Regions from separate parts of the Mus musculus genome. Here region 2 is linked to region 1. Evidence: chromatin contacts called from public Hi-C data. All regions are on one chromosome and are shown on one strand. Each heading gives the region's core, a stretch centred on a gene start, on an enhancer-like site or on the middle of the called end of the contact. The rest is flanking DNA. Distances are from core to core; before and after follow the strand shown. Region 1 overlaps Fbxl5 (F-box and leucine-rich repeat protein 5). Region 2 overlaps Cd38 (CD38 antigen).

The links. A called contact is a pair of places that touch in the nucleus more often than the background predicts.
Region 2: a contact with region 1 is called in a Hi-C map of B cells, with 1.7 times the contacts expected there. The contact joins two enhancer-like sites. A contact is called at or near these places in 11 of 484 Hi-C or Micro-C datasets (B cells, the C10 cell line, ECoMG myeloid progenitors and 8 more), 3 of 115 datasets of contacts at active chromatin or transcription factors (bone marrow-derived dendritic cells, embryonic stem cells and large pre-B cells) and 3 of 9 other capture datasets (adipose tissue, liver and pancreatic islet).

Annotation. Positions count from the first base shown.
Region 1 is chr5:43,768,518-43,772,367 of GRCm38.p6, reverse strand. It overlaps Fbxl5 (F-box and leucine-rich repeat protein 5), which reads left to right. Exons shown (of 11, transcript NM_001159963.1): 3 at 1,536-1,631. Among named protein-coding and RNA genes, the nearest start is that of Fbxl5, 12 kb to the left of the region's middle. Within about 2 kb of position 1,692, at least 42 of the 459 cell types and tissues checked have an H3K27ac peak or open chromatin away from gene starts, as enhancers often do. A contact at or near this core is called in B cells, bone marrow-derived dendritic cells and peritoneal macrophages, where this site is marked.
Region 2 is chr5:43,883,101-43,886,950 of GRCm38.p6, reverse strand. The region is part of intron 1 of Cd38 (CD38 antigen); the gene reads right to left. Among named protein-coding and RNA genes, the nearest start is that of Cd38, 16 kb to the right of the region's middle. Within about 2 kb of position 1,685, at least 51 of the 459 cell types and tissues checked have an H3K27ac peak or open chromatin away from gene starts, as enhancers often do. A contact at or near this core is called in B cells, bone marrow-derived dendritic cells and peritoneal macrophages, where this site is marked.

The sequences.
Region 1 (3,850 bases), core at 443-2,942:
ATACTCATGTATTATGTAGTCAGTAATTTCTGAACCAAAGTAGTGATTGTTGAAAATATAGGGGAAGGGACATGCTTGACAATTATGTATGACCTAAGACCAGTGGAATACTAGGATTATACAGAGTGGTAGAGGAAAAGAGAGAGAGAAGTGAGAGAGAGTTGTACTGGACTTTTGTATGTGGAAGGGGGCCAGGCATTAAGACTTATTCTGATCTACTTAGTAATACAAGTGTGCATTACTAATAGGAGGAGAGGCATTGGTGGGTTTGAAGAGCAGAAAGAGTGAGGTAGTGTGAAAAGCAGATTTGATAATTACTAGCATATATGTGGAATTGGAAGCCGTACGTATGGATGGGTTTAAGGGATATGTCAAAGTCTCAGCAGAGTTCAACAGTGAACTGAATATTGGAAAGTAATTGAATAAATTATCTAAAAGAAAAATCAGGTCCTGACAGAGATAAATTAGTACTTGTCTTAGTTACTTTTTATTGCTGTAATAAAGCACCATGACCAAGAAAACTTAGAAGGGTTTATTTAGAGCTTATGCCTCCTTCCGTGTGTGTGTGTGTGTGTGTGTGTGTGTGTGTGTTAACCGGCAGGTATAGTGATTGGAGCTGAGAGCAAAGTACTCAAATCTTAAACCACACACAGGAAACAGGAAGTAGACTGAGCTTGAAATGAACAAGAAATGATGAGGATTTTTAATCTCTTGAAGTCTGTCCCAAGTGACATACTTCTTTGAGTGGGGCCACATCTCCTAAGTCTCCCCGGCAGTGCTGCTAAGCAGGTCCAAACCTCAGATACCAGAGCCTTTGGGGACATTCTCCTTCAGGTCACCACAGTATCATAGTTTTAAGTATTTCACTATTTTGAATGCTCCCTATATTTTTACATTGGAAAAGATGGAGAAATTAGAGAGAGGTTTGATTTTAATTCATATGTGAAAGAAATGTTTGGCTCTTGAGAGGTGTCCAGAATTAGAATGATTAAAGTGTGAATTTCTTGCCTTTAGAAATGTTGATATTAATATTTATGGCCTGTTAGGATAACATAAAATGTATTATGAAAACTTTATAGTATATTTGTAATATATTTTAAAATATCTTTTCTCTATTTTAGTAAAATTTAAAAACCAGAATTGGAGTTAGTAGGGAGCTCAGAGCTTGTTTCAGGGCTGTGTGTGGGAGGTGGTGTGCCAAGGCTGACTGTAGAGTGTAGACACGTTAGCAAGTGCTCTAGCTCTGAGCTGCACCCTGGCTCCAAGGACATCTTTATGCTAAAAGAAAACTAAATGGACTTCCTGTGATCAAGCAGTATATAATGAAGCAAACCTTTATACAACATTACAGTGAAGCAAAACTTACATATATTTGAGGCAGAATCCTACTATGTAGCCCTGGCTGGTCTGGAACTTGCTATGTAGGCTAGGCTGACCTCAAATTTAGAGAACCATTTGTTCCTGCCTCCTGAGTTCTGGCATTAAAGATAAGTGTCTCTACTTCCTGCTAAATGTGTATTACTCTTTGTTTCTAGAATGAGTACGAACAGTTAAATTATGCAAAACAGCTGAAAGAGAGATTGGAGGCTTTTACAAGAGATTTTCTTCCTCACATGAAAGAGGAAGAAGAGGTAAGTAGAGTTTTTCTTTGTTGTGATTTATATTCGTAATTTAACAGAAGATACTATTTTGAGTTGAGTTCCTCAAAAGAAGGAGGAAATGTGCTGTTGATAGAATCAGCTGTTTCTTCTTGGGCACAGGAATGAAATCCAGTGGAATTATAAAAAGCATAGCTTTAATTCTTCTTTTACTGAATGAATGATTTTATTTACTTAAGAATAAGTATATATATATTTTTAAATATTTATTATATATATGTGAGTACACTGTCGCTGTCTTCAGACACACCGGAAGAGGGCATCGGATCCCATTACAGATGGTTGTGAGCCACCATGTGGTTGCTGGGAATTGAACTCAGGACCTCTGGAAGAGCAGTCAGTGCTCTCAACTGCTGAGCCATCTCTCCAGCCCCATAAGTATATTTTTATGTGTGATGGCACTATGATACATTTTCATAATTGTCACTAATTTTTCAGAACTTTTAGAAGATTCTGTAAATCTTTAAATATTTTCTTTTTGCCAGGTTTAAAGAGTTCTTAGTGTTTTTTCATTAGTGGACTTGAGTAATTAAATAGTGGCTAAGTTTATCACTGTTGTGCCTCACATACATGCATTAGCATATCACTAACACACTGCAAAACAATTTGTTTTCTTTGAGTAATAAAGGATGATTAAGTATCCAGTGTAAGATAAAGAGAAACTATCCTATGAGGACTGACTACATCTGCCTTTTTTCTCTTCTAAAGATCTATTTTCATTTTACATGTATGAGTGTGTTTTTCTGCATGTTTGTATGTGCACTTTGTGCCAATGGACAATATCTGTTTTCCTGGAGTGAAGTTCCAGATGCTTGTGAGTCACCATATGGGCACTAAAGCCAAACTCAGGCCCTTCACAGTAGCAGCAAGTAGCCTTAACTGCCTAGCCATCTTTCCAGCTCTACTTTGAAAAACAAAGCCAAAACATTCATTGTGCAATTGGGAATTGTCTCCTTCCACTATGGGTTCTGAGAATTCAACTCAGGTCATCTTTCTTGGGAGCAAATATTTTTACCCACCAAGCCACCTTGTTGGCCTATGAATCCTCTTTTTTTAGTTGTAAATCATTTATTGTAGTGATTTGCAATTATGTTTTCATTTTATAATGCCTTGATAATAAAATGAAGTGTAGGCTACCCTCAAAACTCTACTTGGGATAGGCAGCATTGCCTTGGTGTTCTTCTTTGGTAGTTGATATTATTCTTTACATTGTAGTATGTAGCCTGTGCTGAAACCAAGGTAACAAACAGTCTTTTTTCTTTTTGAAAAAAAAATTTTTTTTCTAATATAATATATCCTGGCTATGGTTTCCCCTCTCTCTACTCCTCCTGGCTTCTCTCTACCTCTCCTTCTACCTGGATCAAATTCCTTTTCTGCTTCTCATTAGAAAACAAACAGGCTTCTGTGGAATAGTAAAATTATAATAAGGTAAAACAGAAAAGCTAGTGCTCAGAATTGAACAAAACAAACAGACGAAAAAGAACCCAAGAGAAGGCACAAGAATCAGAGAGCTTCCAACTGCACACCCAGGGATCCCATAGAAACACCAAACTGGAAGCCATATCCATGCACCTGGAAGCGACAACAAAGCCTTGGTTGTTCATTTAAAGATTATAATCCTATAAATTGGAGGTTAGGGCTGTTTTGCAGAAGAAATCTCTGAAAAGTTTTTCAGGACCCACTGAACTAAAATAATGTTTAGAATAAGCAGGTTGGATAGGTCATATCGACTGAGCTGCGATTGTTAGGGTTCTGGGATTGTTAGAGTTGGTGTCATACTCATGCAAAGGCCCTGTTCTGTTAGAATTCAGTTACTCAGTACCAACCAAAACAACTCTTACAGAAGAAATACGTTTAATCTGGGGCTTGCCTTCAACTTTCAGGGGCTAACTCTGTGAGTATGGCAGGGAACATGGCATCAGGGAGCAGGAAGGCATGGTGCTGGAGAAGTAACTAAGAGCTGTATCCTGATCTGTAGGCAGGCAAGTGGACAGAAAAGCAACCCCCCGCCCCCAATCCCCTGCACTCCCCAATGGCCTGGTATAGGCTTTTGACACCTCAAAGCTCACCGACGGTGACACACTTGACACACTTCCTCCAACAAGACCATACCTTCTAATCCTCAAATAGTGCCACTCCCTGATGACTAAGCATTCGAATATATGAGCCTATGGGGTCTTTCTCAAACCACC
Region 2 (3,850 bases), core at 436-2,935, 110 kb before region 1:
TCTATTGAATATAGCTCCAAAACATTTAATTGGCATACCCAGTGTGGTGGGTTGAACTGCGTCCTCACCAAGATGTTCAAACCTTACCCCACTATCTCTGATTGTATTCTTATTTGGAAATAAGATATTCACAGAATATTTCTCTCTCTCTCTCTCTCTCTCTCTCTCTCTCCCTCCCTCTCTCTCTTTATATATACCTGTTGAGCACATTTAGTGTGGCTTGGGACTAAATTATTTCAGTAATGACCATTTTGTATTAGGTAATCAATTAGGGGGCTCATTCAAGGGTGAGGTGAATTCATCCAAAGAGGCTGTCAATTGGAGATGAATATTAGAGGAAGATCATGGTAGTGGGAAAGGAGGAAAGGAAAGAAAGTGATGTAATTATACTTTAGCTTGAAAATTTTTTACACTGCTAAAACCCATCTTTGTAGATGATCGACTTTATATGAAGTCATTGAGACAGTTCCACATTCCATATGGCTGAGAGACTGAGGCTGAGGAGACGGCTCAGTGGGTAAAGTGCATGCTGTCAGCTTGAGGACCTGAGTTCAAGTCCTCAGCATTCACGTAAAAGTTAGGCACAGCTGAATGTGGGGAGCAGAGATGAAGCCCACAGCCCTCAGCGGCCAGCCAGTCTAGCCAAAATCCCAGGTTCAGTGAGAGCCCTTGCTTCACAATAAAATGAAGAGCAAGAGAGAAAGACAACCAGTGTTGTTCTCTGGCCATATAGACACAAACGCCCTCTCGAGCACATGCACACACACATACGGACACGAGCACAAACAGACACACACAATACATACACAGACATTCACAGGTACATGCACATACATATGCATACACACACAGAGAGACGGAGACAGAGACAGAGACAGAGACAGAAAGGAAAAGTTGGCTATAAAGACAAACATGTATGTACAGAGAGAATACAATATATAATATGAAGACTAACAGAACTCCTTGAACCCATGCAAGAATGTCTAAAGATCCCAAGAGCTGGTAAAAGGGCATGGAACAGAGTTCCTCACAGCCTCCAGAAGTCACCCCTGCAGCCATCTTCACTTTTGACTCCCAGAATTCAGGACTGCCAGGAAGTACATTTCTATTGTTGAAGCGGTGTTTAGTAAGTGTCTGTTTTAGTTTTAGCAAACTAAGAAGCCAGTGGAAGCAACTGTGGTACATTCTATGGCTCATATTTGTACATAGATAAATGCCATCCAGACTGTAAGATATACTTCACCAGGAAAAAAAACAAAAGGCAGAATAGTTAATTCCACAGAGTGAAAGTGTGCAAGGAGCACAAATTAAGAACAGCTGGAGCCAGTACTTTCTCTTACCAGAGTGCTGAACAGCAAGACAGGGGCCCCTGAAAGAGGCAGGGTGTGAGGAGACAGGAATCCTCCCTGTGTTGAGAAGAGAACAGCCCCGTGAAGAGAAATAGGGCTTTGGGTTTTTCAAAATAAAAAATAATATATGTTTTAACTTAGCAAATTTGCTCTTAGAATTCTAATACACACACACACACACACTTTATCTTAAGCATTACTTAGGAAATATTGCAAATATGAAAACACCACAAATGTCCCTGGGTGTGAATCTAGAGGACAGTAAATGTATTAACTGTGGGTCCATTGACTGTGAAAGTGAGACCCAGCTGTGCTCATCGAAGCAACCACTGTTAACTGGGGAGGAATAGGGAAGTGAGAAAAGACGTTGAAAACAAGATCATATGCTGCCTTGTGCTGGGAACCCTTCTAGAAAGCTGTGAGAGAAACAAAGGGCAGGATTACTCTCTGAGAAAAGGGGAAAGAAGTTAAGGGAGGTGTTTTTTGTAACCATTTTTCTGTAACTGGCTACTTCTTTAAACACAGAAAGAAAGCTGTGACACAGATGGCAGATTTCTCTCTATTGTATTATTGAACAATAAGAGATGCCCCTAACGTTCAGGGACATCTCACTGTGCTTTAAATGTCCATTATGTAACTTTCTTACCCTTAAGAGACTGACAAAAGATACTGCTTGAGGTTGGGGAAATGAGGATGGAGAAGAACCCCTTGGAATATGAAGAATGAGGAAAAGGTAACTTGGCAAGTGCAGAGTACATGGTTCTCAGCTGTGAATGTGTTCAGACCCCTACAGTCCAGAATGCCTTTGAAAACAGGGTTACAGCAAGAAGGCAGTTTCCAGATACAATCTACTGTCCTTACCTAAGCCTCGGCATCCCCTTGTGACTTTAAATCTCTACCATCTGTTTTCTGCCTCTGTCCTTGAAGAACTCCCAAGGAGTGTTCACCAACTTCCATACACTGATGGGTAATTCAGCTTACTCCCAGGAACCAAGATGATCAGTTTTGCTATGAATTTCATATATAAGTGCCAAAGACAGAAATTACTTCTTAATATTTGGTTGATAGATATAATGAGAAAGGAAAGTGAAAGAGAGACAGAGACAGCAGAGACAGAGAGACGTGTGTGTGTGTGTGTGTGTGTGTGTGTGTGAGAGAGAGAGAGAGAGAAAGAGAGAGAGAGAGAGAGAGAGAGAGAGAGAGAGAGAGTTAGTTCAACAGTGCCAAGGAGAGGGTAGTACCCACGGAAGTGTATATCTTGAGTCTTTCCTGCTATTAGACTAATAATTTCAATAGATTTTTGGATCACTGTGCTGGTTAGTTTTTGTCAACTTGGTCATATAGTTTTGTCAACAAGCTACACATACCTGGAAGAGGGGAGGTTAAGTGTGGAACTATGTCTATTAGACTGCTCTATGGGCACATCTGTGGGACAATTTCTTGATTGCTGGTAGATGTGAAAGGGCCCAGATCATGGTTGCCAGCGCCACCCTTGGCAGGCAAGCCTAGGCTACATAAGACAGCAGAGCAAGCCGAGGGAGCAAACCAGGAAGCGGCGTTCCTCGACGGTTCCACTTCATTTTCTGCCTTGGTGTAACTCTGCTAATTCCTGCCTCCTTCAGTAATGGACTGTGAGCTGGAGGATCAAATATTCCCTTTTGGTCTCTGAGTTGGTTTTGGTCATGGTGTTTATCATAGCAACAGAAAACATATCAGGACAATATATGGAGGTCACTGTCTCCCGGTGTGTACACCACATCTGACACATTCTGGTGAGAAGGAGAAAACACCATAGCAATTCAAAAATTTTTCCATTACAAAATATTCTAACTGTATTCTGTTTGTTTGGTTTTTTTAAAGATCAATTTATTTTTAGGTATATGAACACACCACAGCTGTCAGACACACCAGAAGAGGGCATCAGACCCCGTTACAGATGGTTGTGAGCCACCATGTCGTTGCTGGGAATTAAACTCAGAACCTCTAGAAGAACAGTGCTCTTAACCTCTAAGCCATCTCGCCAGCCCTTTAACTGTGTTCTTAAAACTACTTAATGCCAAAGCTGCCTGTTCAAGCAGGTATAGATTGCACTTGTTGATCACTTTCAACTTTGTGGATTTAAAAAAAAAAATTTAAGTCTACAGTTCAGGAGTCTAACTGGGGATTATTTGGTCCTTCATTTTGTATTTTTAAATTTTAAGCAAGTGTTCTATATTGGACACACTTGCTCTTCATTGTTGGAAGAAAATTAGTGATTAAAAGGAATTCTCTTGCTTGGGTGACTCTCCATATTTCTGACTTCAGGTGTCACTCTCCTGTTTCTTCATGGCCTTCTCCAGAGTGGGCATTACGGTAAAATGGTCTCTTTATTTCCACCCATATCAGTGTATGAATATAGCCATCTTCCCCTTTCTGACCCTTCCTAGCACATGTGCACAGGAGATCGATTCTTCATCTTTCACCCCAATTCCTGTTTTGTTTTGTTTGGCTTCTTTTTTTCT